2 separate regions of the Gossypium arboreum genome follow, and region 2 is linked to region 1. Evidence: chromatin contacts called from public Hi-C data. All regions are on one chromosome and are shown on one strand. Each heading gives the region's core, a stretch centred on a gene start, on an enhancer-like site or on the middle of the called end of the contact. The rest is flanking DNA. Distances are from core to core; before and after follow the strand shown.

The links. A called contact is a pair of places that touch in the nucleus more often than the background predicts.
Region 2: a contact with region 1 is called in a Hi-C map of leaf, with 6 times the contacts expected there. The contact joins the promoter of LOC108484193 here to the promoter of LOC108489041 in region 1. A contact is called at or near these places in 4 of 5 Hi-C or Micro-C datasets (all in leaf).

The regions. Positions count from the first base shown.
Region 1 is chr6:11,244,641-11,250,807 of ASM2569848v2, reverse strand. It overlaps LOC108489041 (ras-related protein RABA5a), which reads left to right and starts at 2,973. Exons shown (of 6, transcript XM_017793275.2): 1 at 2,973-3,642; 2 at 4,785-4,846; 3 at 4,948-5,010; 4 at 5,225-5,385; 5 at 5,495-5,952. The coding sequence starts at 5,613.
Region 2 is chr6:11,467,226-11,473,392 of ASM2569848v2, reverse strand. It overlaps LOC108484193 (putative MO25-like protein At5g47540), which reads left to right and starts at 3,178. Exons shown (of 11, transcript XM_017787893.2): 1 at 3,178-3,663; 2 at 3,912-4,073; 3 at 4,207-4,325; 4 at 4,713-4,787; 5 at 5,098-5,191; 6 at 5,530-5,589; 7 at 5,920-5,988. The coding sequence starts at 3,544. LOC108486764 (a long non-coding RNA gene) reads right to left here and starts at 3,042. Exons shown (of 5, transcript XR_001871554.2): 1 at 2,597-3,042.

The sequences.
Region 1 (6,167 bases), core at 1,724-4,223:
AAAATTATTTTTTCAGAAACTACTGTAGAAAAAAAAGATCCACGTGAGAGTTTTTTTCAGTACTTTTGCTGACAGTGCATCTTGCTTAAAGCGTTTTTGACACTATTTGTTTAGAAACATTTTCTCAAAATTATTTTTTTAGATACGTCTTCTCTAATTTATTTTTTCAGAAACTATTTTTTTTATTGCTAATATATTTTTCCATAACCCTAAACAAAAATTATTTAAAAAATTTAATTCATAATTTAATTAATTAACCCTAAAACCTAATCTAATTTATTTTTAAATTAATAATTAATTTAATTAAGTAACCCAAAACCCTTATTTATTTGATTTTTTCTTAAAAATCCTAAACCCTAAAATTCTAACCCTAAATGCAAAAAAATCCTAATCCTAAAAAAAGGACAAAATACGTTCCTCGGAGAGTGTTTTGCTGACATGTCACCTGACATCGTGCAGACATGGACGTGCTTTCGAGAAATTCGGCACTTTCGAATAAATAATTAAAAAATTGACCTATTTCCATAAATATTAAAAAAAACTTTTTCTTATAAATTGCCCATTTATTTAGCTTATTTAATAATATTCTGAAAGTCATGCTTTGTCATCGTTGCTCTTTAAAATAAGTCTTTCCATTGGATGGATAACCTCCATTAAAATAGGCTACACAAATATGTCATAATTTATTTAAGGCAAAAAGAATTTTTTACAGAGTCTCACACATAAAGAAAATATTCACATGATGCTCTCCACAAACATTGGAAATCTTTCGCACTCATTCATCAAAAGGAAGAACTATTGTTATATCCACACAAAAAATGACCAAGACCTAAATAAGATCCAAGAAAGCAGAATGCTTACATGAGCTCGCGCTCTTTAACATCCAAGAGCTTATTTGCCAGCGTCATAAATCCATATGCGGCAAAATGGGATTCTCTCCATATAACAAGAGAAGCTTTTACCTTGAAGTCTGAGCTACAAAGCTTCCCTATCAAATAAGAGATGTCACGTCAATCAATCATAGTAATAATTACATTGACTTTACCTTAGGTATGACCTCTCATTACTACTCAATTTCGTTAATACCATTTTCTATCAACCTTTCCCTTTTACTAAAACATTGATTAAGGGGTTGTTTAGTATTACTTATGGCTAGAAAAATACTTTTGAATGAAAAGTTATGCTAAATAAGTTATTTTTTGTTGAAATTTTTAGTTTTTGAAAAGGAAAAATTAAAATTTTTAACTTTTTCGGTTCCAAAATCACTTTTGATACTTAATTACTTTTTCATCATTCCAACAACATAGTACTTCCTTTTTAAAAAAAAATTATTAATTAAAAATAAAAAATATTTTTTAAATAATACAAATGTATTAATATCTAATTACAAATATTTAATGTCATATTTAAATATTTAAAATATAGTTTATATATTCTAATTAAATTTTATAAATAATTAATGTTTATTGCTTAAAAATATTTAAAATTTATATTTTATATATTAAAAATTAACAATAAGTTATAATAAATTATTTTTATATTCTTACTAAAATATAATAATATTAACTAATTTAAATATTATTTAAATATATATTTATTACTTGATAATATCATATTTAAAATAGACATTTTAACAATAATACTAAACACTCAAATCTTAAACTAAACTTGTGAAAAGTACTTCTTAAAAGTACTTTTTCATAACACCTTTAAAAATACTTTTTAAAAACATTGCTACTAACCCTTAGTATCAGAAATTGTCTCAAACCACAATTTCCGACCCCTCTTAGTATCCTTTGTCTTGTAGATCACCCTATGAAACAACTCTATCCATTTAACAACCCAACTTGCTACATAAAGACATCACCAAACAACAAATAAGATTATAAGTGACAGGTTTCTTGAATATAATCCATATTTCTACGATAAAGTTTGAAACATGACTACCCACGGAAACAAGAATGGACATAATTATGTGGTCAAAATTGGGGTAACTGTAACTTAAGATCAACAAAATGTAGCTATTCGGAATAGGAAACAACAAAGTCTTTCCTCATTTCATGGCAACCAGAACCAGTATTCATCTTATATTAAGCTTTTAACTCAATATCTAATTAAACCAGTAATCTTGCAAGATTTGATTTTTTTTATTAATATGTAAGCATAAACCGAAAGGCCCAAGCCTTTCACAGAATTACATGATCAAAAGATCAGTGCAGTAGGCAGAAGTGTAAAGTTGAGAGTTTGCTTGGAACATTTTTATATTAGACAAAGGCCCAGTAGAACCAAGATTGACAGAATTGTGCTAGCTCAGGGCACCTAAAGTGTTGGTATCCTAGGTAATATCTTATCAAACTGTCGGCAACCTATTTACCAAGTGCGTGTGATCAAGCACGCTCTCAACTTTTGATCTTGCCCCTTCATTTTTAATTTTAGGGAGAAATTTATGACCATCTATTTTATTTACCCTCATATCTGTCACCGAATCAAACAATGTCTACTCTTGTTTTGTCGGCATATAGTTAAAATGTGCTACAGTACATACAGATAGAATATGATTATTCCAGTTGATTGAGTACTCCTTAACGTTTTAGCAAAGAATTAAAGAATTAAAGTTCGAGTCTTGTTATCAATCTCATTTGATGTCTGATCCATGAGTACCAAAAAACAATGAATGCAATAGATGAAATAAATCCTTTGGCACAGATTTTGGTGTACAAAAGTCAAAACCATGGAAGGTGGTCCAGTTAGTTTTGGAGAGCCAAAACATTACATTTAACCACAAGGAAGCGGCCAAGGTTTTCACCTTAGCTGCTACAGCAGCAGCAGTAGCTGTAAGTTCGTGCACCTAGGCAAAATGAAAGGTGGTAATGGGGTATGGGAGGTGGGTCCTTCTTTCTGCATCACCAAACTGCAATGCCGCCGAAACCATCTACTGAACAAGGTTGGCAATGTCAACTGCATTTTATGACAAAACCAAACAACGCTTAAGCTTTTGTGTAGATAAGGCACCTGCAAAATGATAAATGTTGGCTAAATATTAGCTATGCTCTAGTCTCCCATGGCCCCTACCATTTAAGAACATGGTCAGTCAGCAATATAAGTCCATATCATAATCTGGCTTTTTTTGTGGGAAGTTCAAAACCAACATACATTCCTCTTTCCATCACTATTAGTAGTACTGGAGGGACATCCTTCCCTAATCTTTAGCCTATGTGCTCAAACATTCCTGCTTCATTTCAACTATAGTTTTCTGCATATGGTTCCTCCACAACTAGAGTTTTCAACTTTCATACGCATTGAAAACCAATTCTTTGAGCAAGATATGGAAAGTTTTTTATCTATGATGAAGTCCAAGGGGAATATAAGGCCCAAAAAAATAAGCCCAGGAAATTAAGGGGTGGCTAAACCAGTAACCAGAGTAAGTGCAAATCTGGGGTTGTCTTGTCTCTGCACTCGGCTCCCTCACCTCCTTGGAAAAGCCTAACCCTTAAATCCTTTGAATTTGTATCTCTAAGCCATTGACATTATCATATAATCAGATCCATTGTTAACTCTTTTATTTGATCGTAATTCCTGGTAGAGAAAAAAAAAAAAAAAAAGAAGGGTGAGGGGAGCCTCCTGAAATTCTTCTTATAGCTGGTGAGTGTAAACAAACACGATCTCTTTTTCTTTAGATTTTTAAGTCCCTTTTTTTGTATTAATATTTGATGAGATTTACGAATTGGGTTTTGTATTTTGCTTGTTTCTAGATCATTTCTCAATCACATTTTTGTTCTTTTTTCTTACTAACTTTTACTTTGTATGTTTTTGCTAATCTCTGTTTTGTCAATACCTTGCTTAAATTCATGGTTTTTAAGATTTGATCATATCAAAATCGATTTTTTCTGCTCTAATTCATTTGGATATTCTAGACTTAGTTATAATGGTTCGGTGCTTTTAAGTTTTTTTTTTTTCTTCTTTTATGGAAAGAGTTAACTGGCTGTTCCATATATGAACTTGGTTCTAGCCTTTTAGTCAATTGCTAAATATAAAACAAAAGGGCAGTTTGCTTGGTGATTTAGTTTCTACCGGGGTCTCTTTGATGCAAAACTGAGTCTAGTATGCTATAATTTGATCTCTCTTTGCAAGATGCAGATGCTCTACTTTATGATCAAGAGCATATATATTTTTTTCTTTGAATGTTGAAATTGATTTACTTGGATCTATAGCTTATTTCCTGGTCAAAGTTCTCTAGTTCATACAATCAGAGTTTCTGTGTTTCAGTGAATTTTTATGAGCTGTTGACATAGCAGTAAAAGTTTTCAATCCTTAAATTTAACTCTTTAAATGACTCCTATTGAAAAATATATGAAACCTTTTAAAGACTGAGTTTTTCAGCATCTCTAATGATTAAAACAAAGAATAAGACAAAAAGTAACTTTTTAAAAGAATTCTTACAGTTAGAAGTGAAAGCACAAGGGCTTGTTTATATATGAAGTTCTATATTGTTTCTGTACCATGGTCCAGTGGTAATATTCAAAAGATTGAACTATCACATGTTATCTTATAAGGTCTAGTGCATAGTTGATGCATATTATTATACAATCAAGCATCTTATATTGCCCTTGCAGATGATTTATTGCTTATGATTGATTTCATATATAATTGTTGTTCAAAAGATCTTATCAATTATCAGTTCTTTGCTACCAAATTTGGCCTCTAGTTTTTTGTTATCTAATGACACTTATATCTGTTAACTTTTAAAGTTTATACAAAAATGATGTGATGTTTTACTGGTTAAGGGCAAGGACTAAACATAGGATTAGGAATCTTAGGTGGGCTATTAATCTGTCACGGTTGTTGGGTAAGTTGTTTTTTTATTTCCAATCGATTATTTGGATATTTCACATGAATGATCTGGCATTTATCATATGTCCTTATTTTGAGCTTCTAAAATCTAAGCAGTAGAAGGAGCTTAAGTGGGATTTCAGGTGCGAGGCAAGGTGTTAGCAAGTTGGAGAGATCAAGGTACTGTTCCTTGCCTTCTAAGGAACTATATAATTAAAAGACTTTAATGAGTTGCATATTACTTGTTTCACTTAATTGTTTACTTTTCAAATTCTGATAAATATTTTACTTATCTTGAATATTTTAGCCGGAGACAGACAGTTGTGTTACCCTGTACTGTAACGATTAGTACTTTGGTTGGTTTTACATGAGGGCCCTCGTCTTGTTCCTGCAGGAACCGTAACGTACATATTCACTAGGAAGGTCATTAGTACTACACGCGTAGGGTGCTCAGGATAGATTTGTCTATGTTGCAGGAGGGTGAAAGTGGAGTAGAGTTTATTCCTTTTTTATTCAATTGACCTAATATTTGCTTCACAAGAAAGGTATTTTCATGTAAGCAATTGCTGAATGACACATTTGTACTCTTTATTCCTATTTTAGCTTCCTTTTTCAGCTTGCCTTTATTCTTTTCTTCGGTAAACCCATTTCTGTTCTTGAACAGGATACAAGGTTGGTGCTTCTTAGGTGATAACTTCAAGTACCAGAGAAGAAACTTAATTCCGAGTGCTTTTCATTGTTGATATGGTTATATAGAGTGACACTCGTAGGAAGGTTGTAAAATGGCTTTTGTTTCAGAGGAAGAAAAAACTGAGGATTACCTTTTCAAGATTGTACTAGTTGGTGATTCAGCTGTTGGGAAATCGAATTTACTTGCAAGATTTGCTAGGAATGAATTCTACCCAAATTCCAAGTCAACCATAGGAGTGGAGTTTCAAACTCAGAAATTGGATATAAATGGGAAGGAAGTTAAGGCACAGATCTGGGATACGGCTGGTCAGGAGCGCTTCAGGGCCGTTACATCTGCATATTACCGAGGTGCAGTTGGAGCTCTTCTTGTGTATGACATCAGCAGACGACAGACTTTCGATAGCATTGGTAGATGGTTAAATGAACTTCAAAGTAAGAACCGTGATTAACTTTTGTGCTTTTGTTGATTATACTTATAACGCATATGCAAACCCTCTCATCCTGAATCTCGTTTCTATAATTTTTTACCGAATCTCACCAATCCAAAATGGGTTAAATTTTGTTTTCTGACTGTTAGGCCATATTGTGGCAAATTTTTGTAACTAGATGGTGTTTCCTTTCCATGCCCAGCCACTATTATAGATTTG
Region 2 (6,167 bases), core at 1,929-4,428, 220 kb before region 1:
AAGTCAAGTTTATTTTCAAGCTACCACAAAGGCCCTCTTTATATACATATGATTTACTAAATTTGGTCTAACTACCCACCACACAAAATTAAAATTAAATAAAAATAAAATCAGATTTTCTTCTAATTTTAATTTTTACAAAGTCAAAATAAATCTGATGACTCCTTGACTACTTCCAAGTTTCTGATTCGGCCCCACTTTATTAACTATTCTACAAATTTGTCCTTTTTTTTTGCTCATTTTTGAGTCATAACATCCCAATTGCATTCTTGACAACATTAAAACATAAAATCACTAATTTAGCGGGGATCAATTCAAGATTTAGTCAATTTAAACACAAAAGATCATGCAAATTTAACATGTTATCAACATTACTATTTAAACATTCTTTTAGCCCCGTTTCAATAAGATCAAGACTCATTTCAATTCAAATAAAATTATGAAGTAAGCAACAATAAATAATGATTTGATTGTGCACCATTACAGGATAAAATGATGGACTCCTAAGTATACCTCATCTAAGTTTTAATAAACTAAAATATCTTTCAATAACATTGCGCGCTGATGCATGCTTTAAATTGAAAAATTCTTTTGGAGTACTTGGTTAGTGACCTTGATGCCGTTCATTCAAATAATATCTTTGTCCCCTAAAAGGTGCAAAAAAATCCCTCACAATTTGTATAACCAATATTAACTAGTTAATAACAACCTATATTAAGAAAACACTATTTATCAATCTCTTGTTTTCAATATTAGTATGATCTAAAAAAATAACTAAACTTCCTCCATGTCTATGTCTCCTAGTAATGACATCTCGAAGAGCTCATCCATCAACATCAGAACCTTCTCAACCAAGAAGAACATATATCTTCAAATCATAGTATAAATCAATCTCAAAACAAAATGTGATGCATATATCTTCAAAGCACATAATGCAAAGCTAAAAAGAATAACTATAATGAGAAACGGCAATGCTCAGAAAGCCTTCAAAGTCGATATATATATATGAGATGGAGAGAAGGTTAAAGAGTTAAATGCAAATAAGACATTACCAGAATTATATTCTATCCAATAATTGAAGCGGAATGTATTGAAGGATGTTTTCTTAGATGGGAATATCAATGTAGGTTTTCTTATTTCTTCCAAGAGAGCTTATAACCTTAGAACCATGGAAGAATGATTGAAATGACAATAGGTAATTATTTTGGTAACTTTGAAGTGCTACTGGTTTATGTTCTGGTAATGTAATTTTTTATGGTAGAGTTAACAATCTTGACCAGGATCATATTAGAGAGAATTAAGTTAAAAGTCTCACAGATCTTCAATACTAATTTCAGTAACCGTAAGAAAAAAATCAAATAATTTAATTGCAAAAGAGCTTATAGTGATTCAGTGAATACAAGAGGCTTAGTTATGGGTGGAGCAAGCAAGCCAAGGGGCTAAGGGAGTAGTGCTAGTGGTCGGAGGCGAAGCAAGCAAGGGAGGTTGGGATGAGAGGCAAAAATAAAAATACAATTTCAATACTAAAAAAAGAAGAAGAAAAAGTAAAGCAATATGTTTGAAGAAGTAAAACAACATGCCCATAGCACAATGAATAAGAAACACATAAATAACATAACCCAACAAAGAAGAAAAAGCTAAATAGGAATATTTCATGATGTGAAATAGGAGATGACTAGCATTTCGAATTTAAAGGAATTTATGTTTTTTGGTTTCATAGTTTAGGGATTCATCAGCTGACAGTTGGTCTAGATCATTGGTCCAGATACAACTCCACGAATGAGTTTCTATTTGGTTTCAATGATTTTTAACTTGTATTCATTGTCTTGCTCTGCTTAGCTTTGTTACAGGAAAAAGGTTGCATTTAACTAGAAACTCATGGTGTCAGGGTTTATTCCAAGAAATCCACTAATTACTTCTTCAACTATGCTTGTAGGTACCACTGAAGACACATGAAAAGAAGTCTATCTCAAAGTTTTTCTCAACAATGAAAGTTAAAAAGGAACAAGTATCAAACATGGAACAAAGTGTGTGTGATGAATATGTCAAAACAAATTTGCAGAATAACTTAAAGGAGGAACCTAAAAGCACAGATGATAGACTTGCATCCTTAACAGATAAAACCGTTCACCTTTTTTAGTAATCTATTCACCATTCACTTTAGCATACTCTAAATGACAACAAAATCAATCACTCGTAAAATAAAACCAATCAAATGCATTGCAAATAACTTCAATTAACAACAAGTGCTTTCTTTCACACAACAAATGAATAAGAACACCAAAAGAACACATGCAACCCCAAATCCCCCTTAAAAACGCTTCTTTTCCTTTGATTAATTAATGCTTTTAACAATTTAAACCCAAAATAAAACAACTTCCAATTTCCTGTTAGAACGAGCCAACAAAGCCTATATACTTAATCATGAAGTAAAGGAAAAAAAAAAAAAAAGAAATCACCTACTAATAAAAAAACATAAAGGTCTTTTTTTTAAATGGTGCAATATAAAACCAAAAGAGCTAAAAATCAGTAAATGAATGATATTAAGTTATTAACATACAAGGAAAATGATCATAGTTTATATGAAGAAAAATACCTGAAACTAGGTTAAAACTTCTGGGTTTGTTACAGAAAACAAAGAAAGAAAGGAGAAGCCTTTGTAAATTTTTATTTAGAGAGAGAAAACAAGAAGTAGCTTTCTTCTTGCCTTTCTCTATGGCATGCTCGAGAAGAATTTGGGGCTAGTGGCCGAAGACGAAGCAAGCAATAAAGGCTGGGTGAGAAGGGCTGTCGGGTTGAGTGAGGAAGGTTTCAGAACGGAGAAAAACAAAGGTGAGTCTCTTCTTGCCTTTCTATATGGCATGCCCGAGAAGAGTTTAGGGCTAGTGGCCGGAGGTGAAACAAGCAATGGAGGCTGGGTGAGCACGGTTGTCGAGTTGAGTAAAGAAGGTTTCAAAATGATAAAAGGTAAAATTGAAATTTTTGAGACTAATTTCTTATTCCACACGTCCTGAATGACCCATTCAGTGGGGAGGGCAGGGAACAATGCTTTCTCTTCCCTGAGTAAGCCCATATTCAACACGGGCTGACAATTGCGATAAACCAAACAATAGTGCGGTGATGAGCCCATTGAATTGGGCTATAATATATTCATTCTCCTCCAACCAAACATGCTCTTAAAGTAAAGGACAGTAACCAACGACCAACAGTTGAGTAATTCATGTTAAAAAGGGAAATCCCAAAGCTGAGCAGAGCCGTTGGATAAGTAGTAAGTGATCGAAATAATCAAATCGCAGAAAATATCGGAAAAGAAGCCAAATCAACCAAAACTCACCTTTGTTTAAACATTCCAAAACATTAACTGAAAAAGTGACTGAAAAACTTGGAGCGATTTTCTTTTTTAGTGAAAGAATAGGAATTTGTATAAGCAAGCCGGGCGGTGCGACGAGCAGAGCCGTCGCACAGAGGCTCAGGCATCCCGCAGCACAACCTGATAGTACTTCTACATCATCAATCCTCTACGATAAGTCATCGTCTACCAAGATGAAGGGGCTTTTCAAATCCAAGCCGCGAACTCCCGTCGATATCGTGCGCCAAACGCGTGATCTCCTCAGCTTCGCCGCCCGCTCCTCCGAAAGTCGTGAATCCAAGCGGGAAGAGAAAGTTCGTTACTGAAAACACCTTTTACTCATAGCATCTTAATTGTTTCGACTTGGTTTTATTGCTATTCGATTTCTTTTCTTTGTTGATCTGGATCGCCCCCTTTGGATTTTGATGACGGCAGCATGTGATATAGTTACTATTGGAATCGAATATGTATGATTTTGTTGTGCCTGAGCAGTTATTGGATTTGCCGAAATTAACATAGGTTCGGTGTCTAATCCTTATATTTTAACTTAATCTTGACGCAGATGGCAGAATTGTTTAAGAATTTAAGGGAGTTGAAATCTATTCTTTATGGAAATAGTGAATCTGAGCCAGTCTCAGAAGCTTGTGCACAACTGACTCAAGAGTTCTTCAGAGAGAATACGCTGCGGCTCTTGATCACTTGCCTTCCTAAATTGAACTTAGAGGTAACTGATTGACTATAAAGTTAAGATGACTTAACTTACTCAACAATGTTTACATGAGGAATTTCCTTGGCAAGAGTTGTTGTTGTCCCCGTTGTTGCTTCTATGATTATTTGACAAGTGGCTTCCTTTGCAGGCAAGGAAAGATGCCACTCAAGTTGTTGCCAATTTGCAAAGGCAACAAGTGAATTCGCGGTTGATTGCTTCTGATTACTTGGAAGCGAACTTAGATCTTTTAGATATTTTAATAGCAGGGTAAGTGGAAATCTTAAAAGGTTTATTACTTTACTTTTTATAGGTTGGTTTTCAATGTAACTTCAATGGTTCGTTGGATCTTTGTCTTTGTGTTATCAAGTCTTGACAACTTAATGCCAGAGCTAAGATGATAAGTTACTGATAGTTTGCAGCATTTTGTTTGGTTCTTTGATTAAGCAAAAGAGACTATGGCGGCACTTCCATTACTGGGTTCTTCTTATCGATGGACTCACTTATGTGCCTAACATTTGCCATGTTTATATTGGAGCTATAATCCTAAGATGATATCTGGTTTATGCAATATTTTGGCTATGCTGGAAAATTGAGGTTTATTTTGTATCCATCATTTGATCACAGTATTCTGATTTTTAAATGCTGTTTACTCAGTTATGAAAACACAGACATGGCTTTACATTATGGTGCAATGTTGAGAGAATGCATACGGCATCAGACTGTTGCAAGGTGAGAAAATTCAACCTAGTTAACTTATGCCTTCATGACTTGGCATCTCTTCTTTTAAGTGAATATAAATGAATACCCCGATTCTTTTTCTAATTCCTCTTTCTAATCAGCAGTGTTTCCATCATGGTTGCGTTCAAGCAGCAATCTTCTCCAATATTTACCTTTGAAATGTTTTCTTCTATAATATGTATTCTTTTTACATTTGAAAGAGAGCCTCAACTCCTAAAGTTTGCATTGAAAGGTTTCAAATTAATGGAAGATTTTTGGATATATTATTAGCTCTATGTGTCCTGTTTTGTTTGATTTACAGATATGTTTTGGAGTCACAGCACATGAAGAAGTTTTTTGACTATATACAACTTCCAAATTTTGACATTGCTGCTGATGCTGCTGCAACTTTTAAGGTTGTGTACTGCTGATCTAAGTACTATAATGATCTTGTTTCCTCCCATTTTCTGTCTGCTTCTTACTATTGCACTTTTCATTCTGCATTTGTCATTGGAATCTGGTCTCAGAACAACCTGTTGTTTGTTTTATTTTTTAAAGTAGGTAAGGTTTGCTTTTCAATTTTATGTTGATTGATGAAATGAAGATGCTTTTCAATTTCAGTTTTTCAAAAAGGTTGTTATTTGATGTTGAGTCATCTTCTCATGAACTTCCTCATCTTCCTCCATTCTTTCTTTAAGGGTTTTGAATTGTGCATCTGACTTCTGATGTTCTGTAATATCTTGTTTTCTTATAGGAGCTCTTGACAAGGCATAAGTCCACCGTAGCTGAATTTCTTTCCAAGAACTATGACTGGGTAAGTGTAGCTCCTCCATTCTTTCATCTTTTAAATTGTGGTGTTTTGATGCTAAATATGAGCAGGGTTCTAGGAAAATCTTTTCAGTTCACTATTATTTTTAGTACTTTTTTCACTCTCCATTATTATCAGCTTGAAAATTGCTTCAATTGGAATCACTTTATTTGCTCTTTCATTTTTGACTAGATATTTTATTCACATGGTTGTTGATTGTAATGGTGCTAGAAGTAGCTACATTAAGATCCCATTGATTTCTTCATATATAAATGTTAATGTTGAAAGTTTTCATTAGTTAGAGCTCAAAGAAACAAATCGTATTTGTTGTTTCAGTTTTTTGCAGAATATAACTCAAAGTTGCTGGAATCAAGCAACTACATTACGAGACGACAAGCTATCAAGGTATGCCCCTTGCTAAAAACAGTGACTATTTTAGTGATTCTTTTTCAATCGAAACAAAAACTTGTGCTTTTAAACATGCTTGAATTCATATAAGTTTTTAAGGGTTCATTTGCTGATTTCAAACTAGAAATAGGATGTTTGAGAAGTGTAAGGAGTGTAAAGATTGTCTTACCATTCGG